Linked DNA regions of Mus musculus: all the other regions are linked to region 5. A link is a contact called in public HiChIP or PLAC-seq and promoter capture Hi-C data. All regions are on one chromosome and are shown on one strand. Each heading gives the region's core, a stretch centred on a gene start, on an enhancer-like site or on the middle of the called end of the contact. The rest is flanking DNA. Distances are from core to core; before and after follow the strand shown.

What was found. Promoter capture Hi-C pulls out the DNA fragments that hold promoters and counts their contacts. HiChIP or PLAC-seq counts read pairs in DNA pulled down with a chosen protein or histone mark. Capture Hi-C pulls out chosen DNA fragments and counts their contacts.
Region 1: a promoter capture Hi-C map of pancreatic islet shows a contact between it and region 5. The contact joins the promoter of Itgb4 here to the promoter of Slc25a19 in region 5. A contact is called at or near these places in 4 of 39 promoter capture datasets (embryonic stem cells, hippocampal neurons and liver), 2 of 115 datasets of contacts at active chromatin or transcription factors (embryonic forebrain and pancreatic cancer cells) and 2 of 9 other capture datasets (embryonic stem cells and pancreatic islet).
Region 2: a contact with region 5 is called in a promoter capture Hi-C map of second pharyngeal arch cranial neural crest. The contact joins the promoter of Galk1 here to the promoter of Slc25a19 in region 5. A contact is called at or near these places in 11 of 39 promoter capture datasets (cranial neural crest, embryonic stem cells, erythroid cells and 7 more), 5 of 484 Hi-C or Micro-C datasets (B cells, the HL-1 cell line, embryonic stem cells and 1 more), 6 of 115 datasets of contacts at active chromatin or transcription factors (bone marrow-derived macrophages, craniofacial prominence, effector CD8 T cells and 3 more) and 2 of 9 other capture datasets (liver and pancreatic islet).
Region 3: a contact with region 5 is called in a FOXA1 HiChIP or PLAC-seq map of pancreatic cancer cells. The contact joins the promoter of Trim65 here to the promoter of Slc25a19 in region 5. A contact is called at or near these places in 2 of 39 promoter capture datasets (liver and pre-B cells), 2 of 484 Hi-C or Micro-C datasets (embryonic stem cells and muscle stem cells) and 2 of 115 datasets of contacts at active chromatin or transcription factors (microglia and pancreatic cancer cells).
Region 4: a contact with region 5 is called in an HNF4G HiChIP or PLAC-seq map of pancreatic cancer cells. The contact joins the promoter of Unc13d here to the promoter of Slc25a19 in region 5. A contact is called at or near these places in 1 of 39 promoter capture datasets (liver), 1 of 484 Hi-C or Micro-C datasets (embryonic stem cells), 1 of 115 datasets of contacts at active chromatin or transcription factors (pancreatic cancer cells) and 1 of 9 other capture datasets (pancreatic islet).
Region 6: a promoter capture Hi-C map of liver shows a contact between it and region 5, with 2.4 times the contacts expected there. The contact joins the promoter of Unk here to the promoter of Slc25a19 in region 5. A contact is called at or near these places in 7 of 39 promoter capture datasets (cranial neural crest, erythroid cells, hippocampal neurons and 3 more), 5 of 484 Hi-C or Micro-C datasets (B cells, CD4 T cells, embryonic stem cells and 1 more), 5 of 115 datasets of contacts at active chromatin or transcription factors (astrocytes, effector CD8 T cells, embryonic stem cells and 2 more) and 2 of 9 other capture datasets (adipose tissue and embryonic stem cells).
Region 7: a FOXA1 HiChIP or PLAC-seq map of pancreatic cancer cells shows a contact between it and region 5. The contact joins the enhancer-like site here to the promoter of Slc25a19 in region 5. A contact is called at or near these places in 2 of 39 promoter capture datasets (both in liver), 2 of 115 datasets of contacts at active chromatin or transcription factors (pancreatic cancer cells and stem cell-derived neural progenitor cells) and 1 of 9 other capture datasets (embryonic stem cells).

The regions. Positions count from the first base shown.
Region 1 is chr11:115,973,469-115,976,168 of GRCm38.p6, forward strand. Itgb4 (integrin beta 4) reads left to right here and starts at 1,257. Exons shown (of 40, transcript NM_001005608.2): 1 at 1,257-1,686.
Region 2 is chr11:116,011,468-116,014,167 of GRCm38.p6, forward strand. It overlaps Galk1 (galactokinase 1), which reads right to left and starts at 1,252. Exons shown (of 8, transcript NM_016905.2): 1 at 1,047-1,252. The coding sequence starts at 1,211.
Region 3 is chr11:116,129,858-116,132,557 of GRCm38.p6, forward strand. Trim65 (tripartite motif-containing 65) reads right to left here and starts at 1,271. Exons shown (of 6, transcript NM_178802.4): 1 at 729-1,271. The coding sequence starts at 1,148. Mrpl38 (mitochondrial ribosomal protein L38) reads right to left here. Exons shown (of 9, transcript NM_024177.3): 8 at 2,563-2,699; 9 at 1,960-2,273. The coding sequence ends at 2,137.
Region 4 is chr11:116,076,569-116,079,268 of GRCm38.p6, forward strand. Unc13d (unc-13 homolog D) reads right to left here and starts at 1,393. Exons shown (of 33, transcript NM_001009573.2): 1 at 1,377-1,393; 2 at 880-1,093; 3 at 184-219. The coding sequence starts at 993. It overlaps Wbp2 (WW domain binding protein 2), which reads right to left. Exons shown (of 8, transcript NM_016852.3): 8 at 2,003-2,700.
Region 5 is chr11:115,626,972-115,629,671 of GRCm38.p6, forward strand. It overlaps Slc25a19 (solute carrier family 25 (mitochondrial thiamine pyrophosphate carrier), member 19), which reads right to left and starts at 1,324. Exons shown (of 7, transcript NM_026071.3): 1 at 1,094-1,324.
Region 6 is chr11:116,028,929-116,031,628 of GRCm38.p6, forward strand. Unk (unkempt family zinc finger) reads left to right here and starts at 1,388. Exons shown (of 16, transcript NM_172569.4): 1 at 1,388-1,563. The coding sequence starts at 1,460.
Region 7 is chr11:115,954,124-115,956,823 of GRCm38.p6, forward strand. All of the region lies in intron 4 of Sap30bp (SAP30 binding protein), which reads left to right. Among named protein-coding and RNA genes, the nearest start is that of Gm39474, 13 kb to the left of the region's middle. Within about 2 kb of position 1,263, at least 176 of the 459 cell types and tissues checked have an H3K27ac peak or open chromatin away from gene starts, as enhancers often do. A contact at or near this core is called in embryonic stem cells, pancreatic cancer cells and stem cell-derived neural progenitor cells, where this site is marked.

The DNA.
Region 1 (2,700 bases), core at 7-2,506, 350 kb after region 5:
AGTGCTTGGATGAAAGGCCTGCTACACAACAGCAGTGCCCCAACAGACTCGTTTTACTCATTTGTTTATGTGAGAGGGTGGGATGGATGTACACACCACAGAGACCTTGTGACAATGAGTCCCACCAGGAATCAAACTCAAGTCATGAAGTTTGTCAGCAGGCACCTTGACCCATTAAGACATCTTACCCAATCACACTTTTTTTTTTTTTTTTTTTTAACTCCTCTATGTACCAGGCACCAGGGCTGGGGCTGGGCTGGTGAAAAAAAAACCAAAAAACAAAAAAAAAACCAAAAAAACAAAAACCTCCCTTCTCTCTAGCCCAGACCTGGGCATAGGCCTCTCCACCTCTCCTAACTTGGATTACCCCAGGTTGGGGCAGAAAACATGGGTTCTCCGAGTCCACAGTCCAGTGGGATGATCATTTCAAACCAGTATAGCAAATGCCATAAAGAAGCCATACTCTGGTCTGGAGGTCTAGTTTAGTGGTAGAGTACATGGCTGATACGCATGAAGACCTATGTTCCATACCAAGCACCGAATCAAAAGGAAGATAATAAAAGGACAGGTGTGGTGATGGATGCCTGTAATCCCAGCACTTGCAAGGCAGGGGCAGAAGAATTACCCCAAGTTCAAGACTAGCCTGGACTACACAGTGGGAAAAGGCCATATTCTCCGACCAGACTTAGAAACCAACAGAGGATGTGGCAAAGCCGAAGAAAACTAAAGATCTTGTAACATTAGTTCAGGGTCTTCAAATATAAGGATAAATCTGGCTGAGTTTCAGACTGCATACTCTGGCTCTGACACTTGGCGAGCTTGAAGCCCCCACGGGTTGAGGAGGTCCAGTGCCAGCGGTGAGCATTAGCTAACCTGGTGAGACTAGAGTTGGGTTCTTGCAGCGCCTCAACGGACTCATTATTAAACAGAAACGGGGCCTGAAGGCACTCGAGAGCCTGCCGCAAGAGTAAGATTTGTGAATCAGCTTGTCACCAACACTGTAACAATCCATGAGTGCTACTCCACACTAGGTCACGTGGCCTCTTGATGGCTACAATTACATTTTAAGGAGATTTGAGTATCCGAAGAAACCTAGAGGCCCCAGTCCTTGCCTATCGGTTCCTCTAGTAGAGGCAGAGAGAACCCAGTGGCCAGCAGTCCAAGAGTGCTAAGTCTCCCTACCAGTTTGGGGCACGACCTATCCTCGCGCTGACACGGAGAGGGTGGTGCACGACCCGATGACCGTCGAGGCAGCGGGACTGACCCAGCTGGGCTCACTGTATTAAGAAGCGGACCCGCGACCCGGAGCGGCCCGGGGACCCGATCTGGGAGCCTGGACGGGTGGGGAAGACGGAGCCCCGGTCTGTGCTGCAGGGAAGAGTGGCTCCTCCTCCAGCCCCCTCCGCGGCGGCTCGGGGCTCGGGGCCGGCGCCGGTTGAGCCGCAGCCCTTTCCGGGGGGCGGGCCTGGCGGCTGCGGCGACACCCCAGCTCCTGCCCCGACAGGTGCGCGCAGCGCGCAGGAATGCAGTCCGCCTGACTCACCAGCGCCTCCTTCCTACCTGCGCCGCCCGTCCATAAAGCGCTGCTGGCTCCCGCCCGCCGCCGCCCGCCCTGCTGTCCCGCCGGGCTCGCCCGCGCGCTCAGCTCGACCCAACGCAGCCCAAGTCCGAGGTAGTCTCACTAAGGTAGGTGCAGGTCCCGCTGCAGATCCGAGGGCACACCGCCCGCCCCGGTGCCCCGGGACAACAGGGCTGGAGAGGAAAGTGAATACCCACTCCCGCCCGGGGCTTTTGTTTCCCTTCCCTTCCCTGAAGATTGGCAGGCCCTGGCTCCCTCTGCCCATGCTGCCAGGACAGGTGCCAACCCTGCCAGGATGTGGGAAGGGGACAGCTGGGAGCGGGGTAGTTGGGATCTAGGGAAAGAATGGTGAACATCAGATACCCCTGCTAGAAAAGGACACTGGGTAGGTGGGTAATAGGAGTGGGTAGAGGCTGGGGGCTCACCAGCCCTCTGAGTGCTACCTCCCCTGAATCTGAAGACAGTAGAGGAACAACTTAACTACCTTGCAGCAAGCCCCCTTCTTGTCCGGCTTGACAGGACCTGCTGTGTGGTGACCCGGGTGCATGTCAGGCGTGGGGAGTCCCTGATTTTCCTCTTGGCTGGCCCGCAGCCTGCTCTCTTCCCAAAGCCCGCTCCAGGCACCTTTGTTTGGGGGACCTTTCAGAATCTCATCCAGCAGTCCCGCGAGCACTTGGCCCCGCCATACACTCTTTCCCACGATCCTTGGAGGAGCCTTCTGGCTGTCACTGTGGCCCGGGACTCCAGGTGGCTCCCAAGGGTAGGGGCAGACCTCTTCCTTCTTCCTGACAGACTTGCCACACCCTGAGCATAGGTTCAACCCAGATGGCACGTTTGTTTCTACCCTCACTAAAAGTGAAAATCGAGTCTCCTGGGGGCTGAGAGAATGGACAGCAGAAAATGAGCGTTTGACTCCTTAACTCTGACTTCCAATAGCTGACAGGGTAGGCAAGGGGCTGTTACAGCTTCAAGAACTGCTGTCCTGTCTGGCCCAGCCTGCCATGGCTACACACTCTGTGATGGCATCCTCAGTCCTAGTCTTTATGTGGAATCTTGTTTCTATACTAGGCGACTACTTTTAGAACTTTTAAAATACAATTTGGGTCGAAGCAAACACTCGA
Region 2 (2,700 bases), core at 2-2,501, 380 kb after region 5:
ATTGCAAATAGAAAACTCATGTCACTTGAAGTTCTAGAACAGCCCCAGGGTGACTGAAGCAACCAGGATCCAAACCCCAAGGTTCTGTCGTCTGGGACACACAGGGCCGTGAAGGGAATAGGCTTAGCTTGAAGGAGATGGGAGAAAGCGCTTCAATTAAGCGTTAGCCTTGGGGGCTCAGAGCACAGCCTTGTGGGTCTTCAGGGGCGGGGCCAGTGGTGATAGGAATGTGAACCTGGACTCTGCCCTAGCTAGCGTCCAACTGTGGGCCAAAGGGGACAGATAGTGATCTTATGCAAAAACAGGCCCAGAGGGGCTCCAGACTTCCTCCCACCTGGACCCAGCTCTGCACGCGGTAATCCCTTGTTCAGGAACTACTTATGCGCTGAGAGACCCAGGCTGAGAGTCCAAGAACCGAATGTGTAACTTTGAGGGAGTCATTAGTGCTCTGTGGATCTACTGTTTTCTCTGTAAATTCAAGGGGATGGGCCGGGGGGGGGGGGGGGGGAAGCTACATTTACACAGGTCTACCTTTGCATAGGTCTAGGTCGGTGCTGTGGGCCCAATCAAAGTCAGAGGGCTAAATAACCTCCTTTTTTTTCTTTTTCCTTGTTTTAAGAATCTTACAGCCCAAGCTGTCCTGGAACTCACTTTGTAGTTCAGGCTGATCTTGAACTCGTGGCAATTCTCATGCCTGAGCTTCCCCAGTACTGGACTATTAGGAATGCGCCACCATGCCTAATACTCTCTTATATTGCTTCCTTGGTCCTCACATTTTTAAGAGGTTCATACTTCCAAGTTGTGGGCGATGCCCCCAGAAGGCGGGCTCGAGAAGACAAACCGCACAGCCCCCCTCCCCCCAGCTCTGGCTTCCTGTCTTCGCACGTGGACAACTGCACGTCCCGGGGTCTCTCACGTCTGCTAGACCGCTTCACTCCGCCTTCCACCCGGAGGGTACCCGCCCTCCCGTGCCCCCTATGCCAGCCCTTCCCTACCGCAGGCCGGGCCAGCACACACAAGGAAGGGTCCCCAATGCGGCCCCTCACCATGGGCAGCACCAGGCCCTGGTTGTAGTCCGTGTGCTCCCCGATGAGGTTGACGCGGCCCGGCGCCGACACTGCCAGCTCCGGCTCGGCTCCAAACTCCTCCATGAAGGCCCGGCGGGCCTCGGCCAGCAGCTCCTCGACCCGGGGCGGTCTCCAAGCAGCCATGACGCTCGTCTGCAGCTGGGCGCACCGCCCCGCGGGATGCTGGGGGCGGAGCCACGTGGCGCGGACTTACATTCCTGTCCTTCGCGGGACCCCGCCCCCGCTACGACGGCCCCGCCCATCCCACCTGCAGAGCGGGGTCCAAACTTAGCTCTCCAGCGCAAGCCAACGCGGCAGCTGACAGCTGGAGGAAGAGACTCGGTTGCAACTTGTATCTTCGGTGATGTCCTAGCAGGAGTTTGGGGCTCCCACTTGAGTAGCAGTTAACACAAATGGAGATCTGAACTTCCCATCCATCCCTGAACCTGGAGCCTCTTAATGCGCTCCCATCCCCATCATCATCATCCCTCACACAGCCAGGGCAACACCAACACGAGCTGGCAACAGGAACAGCTGAGTGTCCCAGAGGATCTAGCGAAGTTATGCTAAGTCGTCAGCCCCTGGTCGGTCATGTCTCTAACAGGATGATGTGGTACACAGTCTAGGGATAAACAAGGAGAGCCAAGGTTCGAAGCCTTTTACAGGCTCCTTCTCTGGCTCCTGGCGATGGAGGACTGAAGTTCATCTCATCCAGTGGCCGGCAGGAAGCAAGCTCAGGCACTCCTCGATGACGCAAAGGCTACTGCAAAGATGGCTAATGTTGTTGGCCCCTAGCAGTTGCTTCCTCCACAAGAGCCTTGGTCTCAGAGACATGACCATCTAAAGCCTTCATGCTGGCCCAAATCTTTGCCTGGATTCCTAGCTATTCCTGGTCACCTTGTGTGAAACCTTCTAACAGAAGGACTAAAATGTAAGACAGTAAGAGTGGAGAACGGTAGGGGGTGTAGCTCAGTGGTAGAGAGCACATGCATTCAAAAGAAACACACAAATAAATGTACTATCTTATTCAAAAATTAAATAATTTCCAAGCCAGGCATAGTAGTCCATCTCAGCACATGGGAGACTCAGGCCGGAGGAGCGGCAGTCTGAAACCAGTCTGGGCTAAGATTCTGTCTAGAAAACAAATAAACAGGTTTTGTTAACAAAAGACATGTAAATCAAGAAAGCAGTATGTGGGGCTGGAGAGATGGCTCAGTGGTTAAGAGCACTGACTGCTTTTCCAAAGGTCCTGAGTTCAAATCCCAGCAACCACATGGTGGCTCACAACCATCCGTAATTAGATCTGACTTCCTCTTCTGAAGTGTCTGAAGACAGCTACAGTGTACTTACATATAATAAATAAATCTTTAAAAAAAACAAAACAACAAAAAAAGAAGGTGTGATCTTCTAAAAAAAAAAAAAAAGAAAGAAAATAAGAAAAGAAAGCAGTATGTGAGCCAGGCACGGTGGCACACAGCTTTTTAATCCCAGCACTTGGGAGGAAGAGGCAGGAAGATGTCTGAGTTCAGAGGCCAGCCTGGTCTACAGAGTGAGTTCCAGGACAGCCGAGGGAGAAGAAGAAGAAGAAGGAGAAGAAGAAGGCGGCATTCAAAACAATCAACAAGAAGGAAGA
Region 3 (2,700 bases), core at 21-2,520, 500 kb after region 5:
TGTAATCCCCTGCCCAACAAATTTCCACTCCTTCTAGGGATACCATAGCGACTTCTTTCACTTCACTGTCCGCATCTCTTCCCAGCTCTCAGTAGATGTCTGTGCCCCCACCCCTGTCTGTGTACCCCACACACTGCATATCCCAAACCAGCTACTCTCTACCCAACCTCAGCACACAGCAGCCCGGTCTCCCGAAGAAACCCTTGTCCTGCGTCTTACTCTCTCCACTGGGCACCGGGCTCCCACTCACTTCTCATTTCTTTTGTTTTGCAGCTGAGACCTCCTTCCTCTTACCCCTCATCTCTTACCCCCTCCACACCCCAGCTGGGGCTCAGACTCCAGAAAGCAGAAATCTGATGACATCATCACCCTGTCTCAGCTTGGAAAGGCACTGCACATCCCTAGAGGAAGAGTCACGACCACCATGCAGACTGGCCCTGCTGACTCTACATTCACGTTTTGCTGAGACTCTATCTGACCCTTGAGTAGATCCTTCAGTCTCTGAAGGGCAGAAATCACACTTACTGAATGCTGGCCACCTTAGCGAATGGGGCTGCCAGCCCTGACCTAACACTCTGGCTCTACTTTATTCAGAGGACCTGGGGAGAGCTGCGTGCAGCAGTCAGGTGCACGTGCCCTCTGGGTTCATATGGGAACCCGCAGATCCTGCTGCAGCCCCTGGCCCTGGCCACAAGCAGTTTCGGCCCTCGGAGAGGCCCTTCCCGCACCTCGCGCACGCGGCGCTCCACGTCCAGCAGCGCCCGCTCGTGGTGGCTGCAGTCGTGCACCGTGCACGCGCTGCACACGCAGAGGCCCTCCGTGCGACAGAAGAACTCGAGCGGCCTCCCGTGGCGCAGGCAGCGAGCGCTGTGGCTTGTGGCGGAGTCCCGGCGCGGAGTCACGGCGGGCGGCGCCGGCAGAACGGGCAGCGCCTGCAGCAAGGTGCTCATCTTCACGTTGCGGGACAGCTTGGCGCCCTCGGGGAAGGGCTGGCGACATTCCGGACACGACTTTTCGCAGGAACGCCATGAATCCTGGATGCAGTTCCCGCAGAAGCTGTGCCCGCAGGGCAGCGTCACCGGGTCCCGGTAGCGACCTAAGCAGATGGAGCAAGTCACCACGTCCTCCTCCAGCAACTGAGCGGCCATGGCGGAAGCGAGGCCCAGTGCTCAGATCTCTTAAAGGGGCCGAGGCTACCAGTGCGAGCACTACGTTGGGGAAGACAGTCCAGGAAGTCGCGGCAGTGCGCAGCCTGGTGCACTAGAACGTTCCTTGGCAGGGATCCAAGTCACCCTTGCTTGCCCGCCTTCTGACGCACTGGGAGCTGGGGCGCGGCTCCCTCCGGTCCACCCTGACTATTTGTGTTCCTTCCCTAGACTCTTTTTTGGGGGGGAGGAGTGGGTGGGAGGGTTTCGAGACAGGGTTTCTCTGTGTAGCCCTGGCTGTCCTGGAACTCACTTTGTAGACCAGGCTGGCCTCGAACTCAGAAATCCGTCTGTCTCTGCCTCCTGAGTGCTGGGATTAAAGGCCCAGGGCATGGTGTCTGTTCACAGCAGTAAAACCCTAAGACAGGCTACTGTCATCTCCTCTACAGCTGAGCAGAGCAGATGGGAGTTCCAGGGTCCCCAAAGGCAGTATGAATCAGAGATCACTCCTAATGGAGTAGGCAGAACTGATTTGTTTCTAGGCCTCTAGCCTCACAGTGGGGGCTCCAGGCCTTGGTGGGGGCTGAAATATGCTAAGGTAACAAGCAATCTGTTGCTAGGTCTGACAGGGGCAGGACTTTCTCCTCGAGGAGGTTCTGATCCCGGGGCTGTCTTTCACAAAGATCACAGGCTGGGCAAAGGTTCACTTTTCATGTGTACCCCCAGCTACCGGGCTGCTGGGCACCTTCTGCTCACCCACAGAGCACTAAAGCTTCACTAAAAGGGTCTGGGTGCCCGAAAGTGAAGACATATTGGCATCAGGAAAAAAGTATTTTATTCACATAGAATCGAGGCACATCCACAAGCCCCTGGGTGTCCTGGGAGAGGCCAGCATGGGACTGTCTCAGTTGGCTTCAGATGGCTCTCTCCGGAGGTGTGACCTTCCAGCTGCTGCGACAGTTCCCCCTCGGAGATGAATGTACTGAGTCTCTCAGTAGATTCCATAGGTGGGCTCATGACTGTCCCTGTATCGGTCCAGATAGCGTAGGGGCTGCTCGTGGGGGAAGCGCTTCTGTTTGGGGTGGTAAGGGGGTGGCCGTACAAATTCAAACACAGGTTCCCGCATGTCTGCAAGAAAAGTAAGGGGAGAGTGGTGGACTTCTGCTGACCTGGGCCTCCTTCCTTGCCTGTGAGGCTGGAGTTCTGCCAGGGACTTTTTTGGGTTTTTCGAGACAGGGTTTCTCTGTGTATCCCTGGCTGTCCTGGAACTCAGAAATCCGCCTGCCTCTGCCTCCCGAGTGCTGGGATTAAAGGCATGCGCCACCACCGCCCGGCTCACCCTGGCTTTCAAAGGCCATCTCCTGGCATGGCAGGAAAGGTCTTTATCCCCAGGCCTGCCTGACCACTAAGCCCTTACCTAGAAGCTGGTGGAAGGTGTGGGTGACAGAGTCATCCCAGCGGCACTGGAAAAAAGCCAGACCGGCTGGAGTCATGGCTTCCTGGTGTCTCTTGTAGAAATCAAAAGTGCGGAAGGTCCTCTGGGCCAGCTGGTAGC
Region 4 (2,700 bases), core at 143-2,642, 450 kb after region 5:
CATCATCACCCAGAAGCCCTCCCTGAGACCCACACCTCTGGCCCAGGAAAAGGGACAAAGTGGCAGATGTCCAGTGAAGGTTGAGACACAGCGTGTTCTCTACCAGGCTGCTGCATCCTCAGACTCTGGGGGCTGAGGGGCCTCCTCCATCATCCCCCACACTCTCCCAACATCTCCTCTTACCTCCTCTGGGGAGAAATGGTGGGACTGAACCTGGACCTAGGAGCAAGGTAGAAAGACACGGCGTCCCTGGAGGCCTCTCCAGCCAGCCAGGAAGGGCCATGCCTAAGACAGTGGAACCCCAGCACCTCGGCCTCTGGGCCGACCATGTCCCTCACCTGTTCCAACATAAGGCTCTCTGAAGGGCTGACCCCTGGCCCATCTTGCCCATGCCCTGGCCCGCCATGCCTGAGGTCCATGAGTGTTCAGGCCCAGCTGTGGGCTGTTTAGCACCTGCCCCCCTCTCCTTCCCCAGAGGAAACAGCAGTGCTTATCAGACGGCCACCGGCTCCTCACCCCAGCAGCGGAAGTGAGGCCTAGCAGCAGAAGTGGGTGAGTTGGGGGAGATGGCAGGCATGTCTTTGCTAGCTCAGAGGGGACCCCCAGGTAGCCCACTGTCATTGGAGATAACTGTTTCGTGGGGCTGGAACCTTCAAAGCTATAGGAACAGGGTGGGCCTGGAGTACAAGCCCACCAAAAAGAAGGGACTGGAGAAACCCACCGTGGCTCTGAGGATACTTGGTGGACCCCTCTGCCCACCCACAAGTACCCCCAGGGCCGTAGAGGGCAAGCGGGTGGGGGCCTGCCTCCCACATCCAAGCCCCACTACTACTGAGCACCCCCGGGCTGGCTCTTGCCCCTTCCTGCAGTCACTCCTACCTCCTGGGTGGCTTGGGGTGGTGGATCCTGCAGGTCTCTGACCCTGCGGCGCCTTATCTTGATGGCCTGGCGCAAGAGTGGACGCCGCTGGGGGTGGGAAAGGTGTGTCGCCATGGTGGTTGGCTCTGCCCTTCACTCTGCCACCCCCTGGCTGCGGCCGGGTGGAAACAAGGAAGCCGCAGGGTGATGCAAAGGGCCCCCGGGCTACACTCTGCTGGGGAGGGTGGAGGAAAGGAAGGGTCAGGGTGTCACTGCCTTGGTGGGGCCTTCTCCAAGCTCCCAGCAACACCCTTCAGCCTTCATCCCCGCCAGATCTTCCTCAGCCAGGAGAAAGTGGGCACAGTGGGCAGGCAAGCCCCACCCACCGTCCCACGGAGGCTCTGGGGAGAGTCCAGAGCTCCTGGCAACGGGTAAGGCCAGGCTAAGGCCGCTGCCTGCTTCAACTATGCCTGGACCGGGGAACCCACCCGCCCACCGGAGACCTGTGGTGTTCTCACCCTAAGGTTTTCTGAATGGGCCCCAGATCTGGGGCAGGGTGGGGCAGGCTCAGGGCGGTGGCTCCAGAGAGGCTAGAGGCAAGAGGCGTTCCTCAGCCAATTGCTCAGCCTGCTCCACCCCACAGGTGACATTCCAGGCAAGGGACAGAACTACTTTGTGTTAGCCAGAGATGGGGAGGAGAGGAGATGAGGCCTCGGAGCAGTCTCTGTGCGTGGGAGCATTTTGATCTGGGATCTCCCACAGCTCTCTGGCTCACTGTGAGTGGGGTGCAGGTCCGGCTTAAGGACTGCCATATTCCACCGTCTTCTTTCCTGGGTAAGGTGGCATGAAGGCACACACTGTGGTAGCCAGCCCAGCGACCCTCCCTCGTAGAAGTCCTGGCACGCCTGTGCTCAGGAGGGGAGCGGGAGGAGCAGATGGGACACAGGCCTCGTCCTGGCCCCCGCTGGCAGTGGGTGGCACAGACACCATCCCAGGCAGGTGCAGGGGCGTGGGGGCTCTGTGGGAAGGTTGAGAACCAACCACTCGCACTGAGACGGAAACCGGCCTTCTAGCCCCGCCCCCAGCAGCCCGCAGCCCCTCCTCCGGAAGACCTCACCCTGGTCACCACACAAGAGTCAGAGAACCTCCAGTCACTTCGTTTTTACTATTTCACAGTTGTAGCAAACAAATCAAGGTGCAAACAGGGTTTATTTCACATTAATATATTAACTGGACATTTTGTGTCAAATAAATAGGAATTCTCTTTAAATAACCATCTCCTCATTTTGTGTCTGGACCAGGAACGAACAAGAGCAATTCTTAGTGCATCCAGGGGGCGTGAAGCTTACAGAGGGGCAGACTGCAGGTTAGAGGTCACATAGTTGGAAGGCCTCAGTCCCAGATCAAAGGGCCTGGCGGGACAGACATGCATTCTCTATCCCTCCTGCAGAGCAGCCCCCTGTAAAGGGGAGAGGAGAGGAGGCGAATAATTCCCAGAAACAGTAGCATAGGGGCAGAGGGGCTTCCTCTGTAACACAGTGGCTTCACCTCTGATGCCAGCCACTGGAAGCGCCCAGCAAAATCCCTGGAAGCTCTCACAAAGAACAAGGTGGCCGGGTAAGTGTGACTGGACTGACAGTCTGCTGGGACAGCGGCCTTCCAGAGCCAGGAGCACACCAGGGGTAAGGAATGTGAACAGGGTTTGGCAGGGCCTGTTGGGGAGACACATGGCTGGTCTTAGGAGCCCAAGAGATGAAGAACAATGGTCACCAGGCTGAAGGGGCTGGGCAGCAGTGAGGAGTGGCCAGAGAGTCCCTCTGTATGGGTGGGGGCTAGTATCAT
Region 5 (2,700 bases), core at 74-2,573:
CCGCAGGCTCTGGCTGCTGCTCTTACTGAGGACCTAGTACCCATAAGAAGGCTCACAGCAGTCATTCCAGTCTCTGGGGATCCGAAACTCTTTCTCCTGCCCCAGGCATGCATGCGGGGAAAACACTCATTTACAGCAAAATAAAAGTAAAAAGACATTTAAATGAAATAAAATACCAACTCAGGTTTCCCTTGTGGGAAGTAGGAGATGGCGTCTGACTGCCTGGCTCAAACTGCTCATCAAGTTAAGTGATAAAAACCAGTAAGTCACACACACCTAAAAAGCTTTAAAAGTGTTTGCCTTCAAGAAAACTAAAAAACACAAACATTTTTACAACCCAGGCGAGGAAAGTATCACATTTGTTAACGTACCCTGGGTTCAGTCTCCAAAAACCAACACAGCAGTGTAGTCTGTAATTCCAGCACTTGGGAGGTGGGAGGCATGAGGACCAAGAGTTCAAGGTCACCCTTAAGAACATAACAAGTTCGAGCCTAGCCAGGATTATACGGTCGCAAACCAATAACAAAAATAAATAAAGGGAAATATTAATCTCCTGTTTATTCAAAAATCTTCGTGCATTAACAGTCTTGCTATCTAAACAGATAAAAAATGATTTATAATATAAATAAATATAAATGCAGGATTGAGACAGGGCGGCTGCTGACCTGAGTGGCAGTGATGGGGGTGCAAGCGAGTTTCTTCACCCTGCAGCTTTTCTACCTCAGACTCCACTGTCGGGTGGACAGGTGTCCTTCGGTGACTAACCGAGAGCCCATGTGATCTGCTGAGGCGCTCTGCAGACAGCCTCGCGTGAGTGCACTGTCCAGGCTTTCCGGGGATGGGGTGGGGTGGAGAGGGCGTCTCCGTGAGTCCGGGGCAGTGGACACCCCATGTGCAAACGCCTACGATGGTGAGTGGTGGTGGGAGGGATTCGCCTTCCGTGTCTCTGAAGATGCTCCTGGGGTCAGGTGTGCCTCGTGAGCATCCGTCCCCGCCCCACGTGGATACCTGCCCTTCTCTGTTCTGACACACGGAGTGGGGGTACCGGCCCCCGAGAGTACCGGGAAGAAAGCAAAGCCAGAGGTCCACTCACCTGACACTTCAGGCCCGTCCGGGCTCCTCAAGCTCAGTTCTCCCTCCCTCTCAGTGTAGCCCAACAGCAAAACTTAACAGCACTTGCCAGTAACTGACAGGCTGCTAGGCCAATCACCGTGCAGCTTTTGGCCGCCGCTGGACGAATCGTTGTACGTCGAAGGTCCCATCCCAATGTCACTGTCCAGATACCGCTAGGTACTGTAGTCTTCCGCTTCCAAGCCCCACCCCCTTGAGAAGCTGCAGAGACTCCTGGGAGGTGTAGTACCACAGCGCCTTGCGTGCGCATTTCCGACGCCGTAAAAGAGCGGATGGCGAAGTTGGCTTTTACGACCTTCTAGAGGGCCTCTCATTGGCGCGATCCTCTGAAGTCTGCGCGGCTATGGAATATTAGAGCTCGCTGAACTTGACCCAGTTTTTATTTTTTATTTTCCAAATCAATGTAGTCTTAGAAGTCATATAACTTTGGAAAAGATGGCGGGAAGCCTGGTATTATTAGCCTGAAGGACTGGAGTTGGGTCGGGGTTAGATGGGTTCTTTGGGATAAGAACCTTTAAGGGAGTTGTACACACACACACACACACACACACACACACACACACACACACACACACACACGGGTCGGGGTTAGATGGGTTCTTTGGGATAAGAACCTTTAAGGGAGTTGTACACACACACACACAAACACACCCGGAGGAAACTACACACACACACACACACACGGAGGAATAAGAACCTTTAAGGGAGTTGTACACACAAACACACACACACACCCGGAGGAAACTACACACACACACACACACACACACACACACCCCCGGAGGAAATTTAGCACCGGAAGGACGATCGGTAGTTCAACATCAACCCAGAGTTCAAGGCCAGCCTAAGCTACGTGAGACCCTGACCTCTAAAACAAAAAGTTTATCTGAACTGAGATCTAAGTAATTTGCTGCAACTTCTTAATGTATCATTACTTACATGTTTTTAAATCAGTGGTTTATTTGTTACAGTTTAAGAGTTAATCTTAGCCAGGCGTGGTGGCGCACGCCTTTAATCCCAGCACTCAGGAGGCAGAGGCAGGAGGATTTCTGAGTTCGCGGCCAGCCTGATCTACAAAGTAAGTTTCAGGACAGCCAGGGCTATACATATATATATATAACCATATATATATATATAACCCTGTCTCAAAAAACCAAAAAAAAAAAAAGAGTTAATCTTTTTTAAAGATTTATTTATTTTATGTACATAAATGCACTGTAGTTGTCTTCAGACACACCAGAAGAGGGCATCGGATCCCATTACAGATGGTTGTGAACTATCATGTGGTTGTGGGAATTGAACTCAGAACCTTTGGAAAAGCCGTCATCTTTTTGTTGAGCCATCTCTCCAGCCCCTTTTTGTATTTTTTTTTTTTGGTTTTTCGAGACAGGGTTTCTCTGTGCAGCCCTGGCTGTCCTGGAACTCACTCTGAGTTCTGACCAGGCTGGCCTCGAACTCAGAAATCCACCTGCCTCTGCCTCCCGAGTGCTGGGATTAAAGGCGTGCGCCACCACGCCCGGCTTCCTTTTTGTATTTTTTAAGAACACCTCAAGAAACAGCTGGCTGGGC
Region 6 (2,700 bases), core at 138-2,637, 400 kb after region 5:
GCTACATAAGTAAGATCCTGCCTCAAAACCACAAACATGTACTCACAAACCAAAAATAAAAAAGAATTTGATATAGATTGAACATAGAAAACAAGGTCAAATGGGAAGTATTACATATCTATGATGGACATTTTTATTATTTTATTATTATTCGTGGAGTGGGTTCTCTCCTACCACCTGTACATCAGTCCCAGAGATCCCACTTGGGTTTGCAGCCTAGGGAAGCAAGCACCTTTACCCCTACTCATCTCCAACCTGTTGTTGTTTGGTTGTTCTTGTTCGGGTTTTTAGACAGACTGACAGCTCTGGCTGACCTAGAACTACCAACGGATGCCACCAGGCTTTGAATTCAGAGATCCACCTTCCGTTGCTTCCTGAGTGCTGGGACCGAGATACATGCCACCGTGTTGGTTTTTGAGATAGGGTTTTAGTACATAGCCTAGCTTGGCCTGGAACTTGTGACTTTCCTCCCTCAGGATGTACCCCTATATCCAGCCTGTAGAAAGTCATTTCATAAAACCATATTCCTAAATGTGAGGCAATTGCCTTGCATTTCCCCGGAACAGAAAGGTTTTTTTCCAGAAAAGGGAACTAGAATGGACTAGAACATTTTTTTTTCCTCAGCCCCTGGCCCTTCTCATGTAGTCTATCACTATACTTCTCAACAATTTACCAAAGTGCCTAAGAGACTACTCTAGATAGAGATTAGGTTCTCCCTTGGACCTTAACCTACTGGAAACAAGGTATTTGGGCCAACCACTGAGTTCAGAAGGAGCCCAAGTGGAGGGGTTCCAGGTTTCAGGGTTGATAAATGTTAATGATGCCCAGGAACAATATGGTGTATTGTAATTTTTAAAAACAAAACAAAGCAACAACAATAAAAAGCTTCTTCAAACTGTCTGCTAGCCTGCATACTTTCTCTGGTGATTTACAGGTTACTATATTATGAAAATATTGGCTGACTAGCTTGCTGGCTCCGAGGCAATGCTCTAGACTGACTTTAGAAACGGTGCGCCAACTGTACTGGTAGGGAGGCAAGGCAATTACTGCACTGCATTTGGAACATTCTCCGTGGAGTTGTTTCAGGCCTCCCTAACTGGTTCCTTGCTCTCCGGAGGATCCAGTTTAAAGGTAGAGTTCACCTCCGACCACACTGACAATGCTCAGGTAATAGTTAAGAGTGACTAGACTACAATTACCACAAGGCATTGCGGATCCTCAGCATCCGGGACACCGTCCGCAAAGATCTCTGGGTATTGTGGTCTTGCACTTTAGCAGCGACACTGTGCCAACGGTAAAATTTCACCGGAAAGGAGGACCACAACTCCCAGCAACCTTTGCTGCTGTGCGGGGGGTCTTCACGTTCTCGTGGCGCGGCGCAGGCGCTGTGGGTCTTCGGCGCGGACCGCGCAGACTGAATAATAAAAGGGGAGCGGCGAAGAGGCAGGAAGACAGGACCATGTCGAAGGGCCCCGGGCCCGGCGGCTCGGCAGCTTCCTCGGCGCCCCCGGCCGCTACCGCTCAGGTGCTGCAGGCACAGCCCGAGAAACCGCAGCACTACACGTACGTAGAGCCCCCCCCGCCGCGCGCGCACGCCTGACGTCAGCGGCCAGCGTGAGTCACGCGCGCAGGGAGAGCGCGAGGCTGTCCCCCCCCCCCTTCCTCCGGCTCGGCCCAGACCGGTTCCAACCTGCTGGGACCGGTCCCAGCTTACTTCAACTGTCACCAACCTCTGGTCGGGCAGTGGGGCGGGAAACTCGGTCCCAGCCTCCGAGTCGGAAAGGCAGGAGCGCGGGTCCCGAATCCACACTTCTCAGGCCAGGCCTCAGAGGCCTGACGGTCTCAGACATAAAACCCGACAAGTCCACGACATGACAAGTGGAAGTCTGTACCAACCAGCACGAGACCTGTCTAGAAATGACTGTTTGCTTGAAGTCTCGGGAGGAGACTCTGTGCACCGGAGGCCTTTTGTATCTTTAAGGCCTGTTAGATTGTCCACGAGGATCACCCATGCTTGAATTCCCTTAAACAGTCAAACGTGCAGAAATGGGCTCACTCCGTGCAGGCTGTACTGTCTAGCTTGAGTCAGCGACATCCGGGGTGTTAATGGTTGCAGACCCCTTCAGCATCGGGCAGGCAAGGGAGCCTCATCGTAACTGGCCTAAATGAGATTGCCACAATGTAAAAACTGCATGTGTACAAGCTTAGGTCCCTGCCTTCCTTGCTGTCATGTCACAGTAGGCCTAGGTTCTGTGAGACAAAGGCCAATGCTGTAGTTCCTCTTGTAAAGCCCTGTTGGTTTCCGTTCCCTGCTGTGTGCCAGGAGTGTCCCTACTGGGTGCCTGAGTGATGGGCCAGTTTAGGAGATCCCAACCTGTGGAAATGTCAGAACCCGAGAGATTGAACAACACTCCAGCGTCCAGCCAGGAGCTGGCAGCATCCGAACTAAAGTCAGGCAGAAGCAGCTCTGGTTCAACACTTTTGGGAGTTGGGACAGGGGAACATTGGTTATAGAAAATGTATTGGTTTCTTCAAATGACTAGTGTTGGCTGACGTCATCCAAACTTGACTGTAACTCAGGTTAGCCTTTCAAGTATGGTGGTCATCAGTTGGTCCTTTCTTACTGGAGTTCTCTCTCACTCTGCAACCTTGCCATTGCTTTTGATAAGAAGGTCTAACATCAGAATAACATCACTTATC
Region 7 (2,700 bases), core at 13-2,512, 330 kb after region 5:
ATTAAAGGCGTGCGCCTCCATGCCTGGCAAGATGTGATCTTGATGGAAGTTCAGCCCTATTTTAACAGTTTCATATAAATGAGGCTTATTGACAACCACTTGGGCTGGGTCATTGTGTTATGAAGGCCTTCCTTGCGTGATAGGATGCTTGACAGAGTTGCAGCCTGCCGATAAGTGTCCCTTTGAGAGCAGAGTTGCCCCAGGCTGAGCGCCTGGTGGATCATTGCTTTCCTGCCTGGCTTTCCCCTTAAGCAGGTTCCTTAGAGGTTGCACGCACACTGCTGAGAATAGGTGTTCCTTTACATTTGTCTGTTTTGACGAAAGGACCTCTCGATGTAGCCGACATAGTCTGTTATTTGCCCTCTCGTGGCGGGCACAGTGCACTGTCACCTGCGTAGGGTGAGTACTCTTCTCTTTGAGGAGTGGGTGGTAAGTCAACTCTTCAACAGGATGGCTTTCAAAGGACTAGCCAACTCACGGGCTTCTCCAGTGCTCTAGCTCCTGACAGCTGCCTGCCCCACGGGCCTGGAACAGTATTGGGTGTAGTCCAGGGGTCTTCAAATCACTCAGGAGCCCCTTCTTACAGCCAGTTAAGTATTCTGCAAGTGTCCTCGGCCCCACTGGGCTTTCTGTCCCTGTTCCCCTGCCGTAGTCTGAGTCCCTGGAACTAGCTACTCTGCTTAGGTTCCCACCTGGTGGCCATGGATACTGCAGATGTTTTCTGACAGAGGCGTTAGCAGGATGTGACTCATGCTGACAACAGGCTTTGTGGATAGTAAATGGAGCTACCCCTAGCATAGCCAAGGCATAGGCACTGTGGCAAGTGTCTGCGGGCACACTGCTGACACTTCCTGAGATGGTTAGGGGCTCTGGCCGCTCTGCAGAGCAGCTGTTCTCTGTACTGGGCACATTCTAGGACTCAGGGAGGAGGCACTCAAGTCTGTCCTCAAGTCTCTGAAGTATACTTTTATTTTGTTGTCCAGCATATGTCACCTTCTTGTCACTTATTTCCCAGGAATACTCTTGTTTCTACCCCAATTTATGAGGCTCCCTCCTCCTCCATACTCTCTGTCACTTATGTCCCAGAGGGTGGGGGGTTGCTACAGTAACCGTGGCACACCCTGTTTTTCTAAAAAGCTTTCCTGGCAAATGGCAAAGGGCATTCTTTGTCTGTGTCACGTGCACATATACCCTCTGTGGCCCAGCGCCTGCCAAGCCTTGGTTTTGTTATGAATGTTCACAAAATGCCCTAGCCAGCTCTTTCCACCCGCTTCCACTCTGGGCTGGCCTCTGCAGACTGAGCTCAGACCTAGACCAACGTCTTACCCCAGGGCTAAGAAAAAGGAAGAAACCAAGATTTGGCTTGACTGCCTGCCAGAGCTGGGTAGTGCCCTGCCTGAGGGCCAGTTGGGAGGTGGCAGAAAGGCATGGTGCAGCGGCAAGTGTGTATCCTATCCCCCTTGTGGGGACTGTTCTCGACTGCAGTTGCATCTCAGGCCACAGCATGACCTTTGATCTGTCGCCCAGCCTGTGCTCTGGGTGTGTCTAGTTAAAACCACTGACATCTACGAAGCCCAGGCTGTACTTATGCTTTAAGACTGCCTCAGGCCTGACCCCTGGCCTCAGTGTGTTCATAGTGTGCACAGGCCCGATCCACAGTAACTGTCCTGGAAGTCATTAGAGTCTCCAGGGTCTTGAAGGCCTTGTCTTACTCAGCACAGGGATGGTAACTATGCAGAGATCAAAGCACCTTATCTGCTAAGAAGAAAACATTAACCCATGCTGGGTGCACAGTGCACACTTGCAATCCCAGCCAATCGAAAGGCTGAAGCAGGAGAGTCCCTTCTAGGCCAGCCTGGGGCCCTAAATGAGGGGTTTCCCCCTACACACACCTAGTTTTTCTTTTTTGTTTGTTTGTTTTTCCCTTTTGTTTTGTTTTAATCTCTTAAGACCTGGAATTATTTTAGAATCATGACCGTAGGGGAGGCTCAGCAGGTAACACATTCTGCTCATAGACAGGACCCATGTCTGGGGGTTACAACCTCTGATAAATGTCACCTCCAAGGGATCTGATGCCTCTCTGGACTCCTAGGGTACCACACACAGACATGCCTATAATTTTTAAAAAGTAAAATCTTAAAAAGAAAAAAAAAAAAACAGCCTTGGACTAGAGACCAGGAAGACCATGCCACCCTCCGCCTTCCCCCAGACCCCCACCATGCCACCCTGCACCTCCCCTAGCCCCACCCCCGCCACCCTGCGCCTCCCCCAGCCCCCCCCCCCCGCCATGCCACCCTGCGCCTCCCCCCAGCCCCCTGCCATGCTACCCTAAGCCTTCCCACAGACCCTCTTCAGCTCTCTAGAGCTGTTCCTAGGACAGGCTTAGAGAAGGGCCTGGCACACAGTAGGTCCCCCTGCTGGGCTAGATGCTATTGGTGGTGGCTTTTTGGTGCTTGCCTTCCTCCTGCCCCACCCTGTGCTGTCTGCCACTGTTTGCACATTGTATGGTTCTTTTCATGAGGAATGTTTCAAAGAGCATGACAGAATCTTACAACAATCAGCCCATTGTCTGTGTGCTCCAGAGCCGACTCTGAGGTCCTGGGGTGGCCGGAGGCTGTCAGGGAAGGGAATGGGGAGAGAGGAGGCGAGGCTTGGGTGGGCAGTGTTCTGAGGGGATTGATTGCCCTCGGGAGTTGTGGT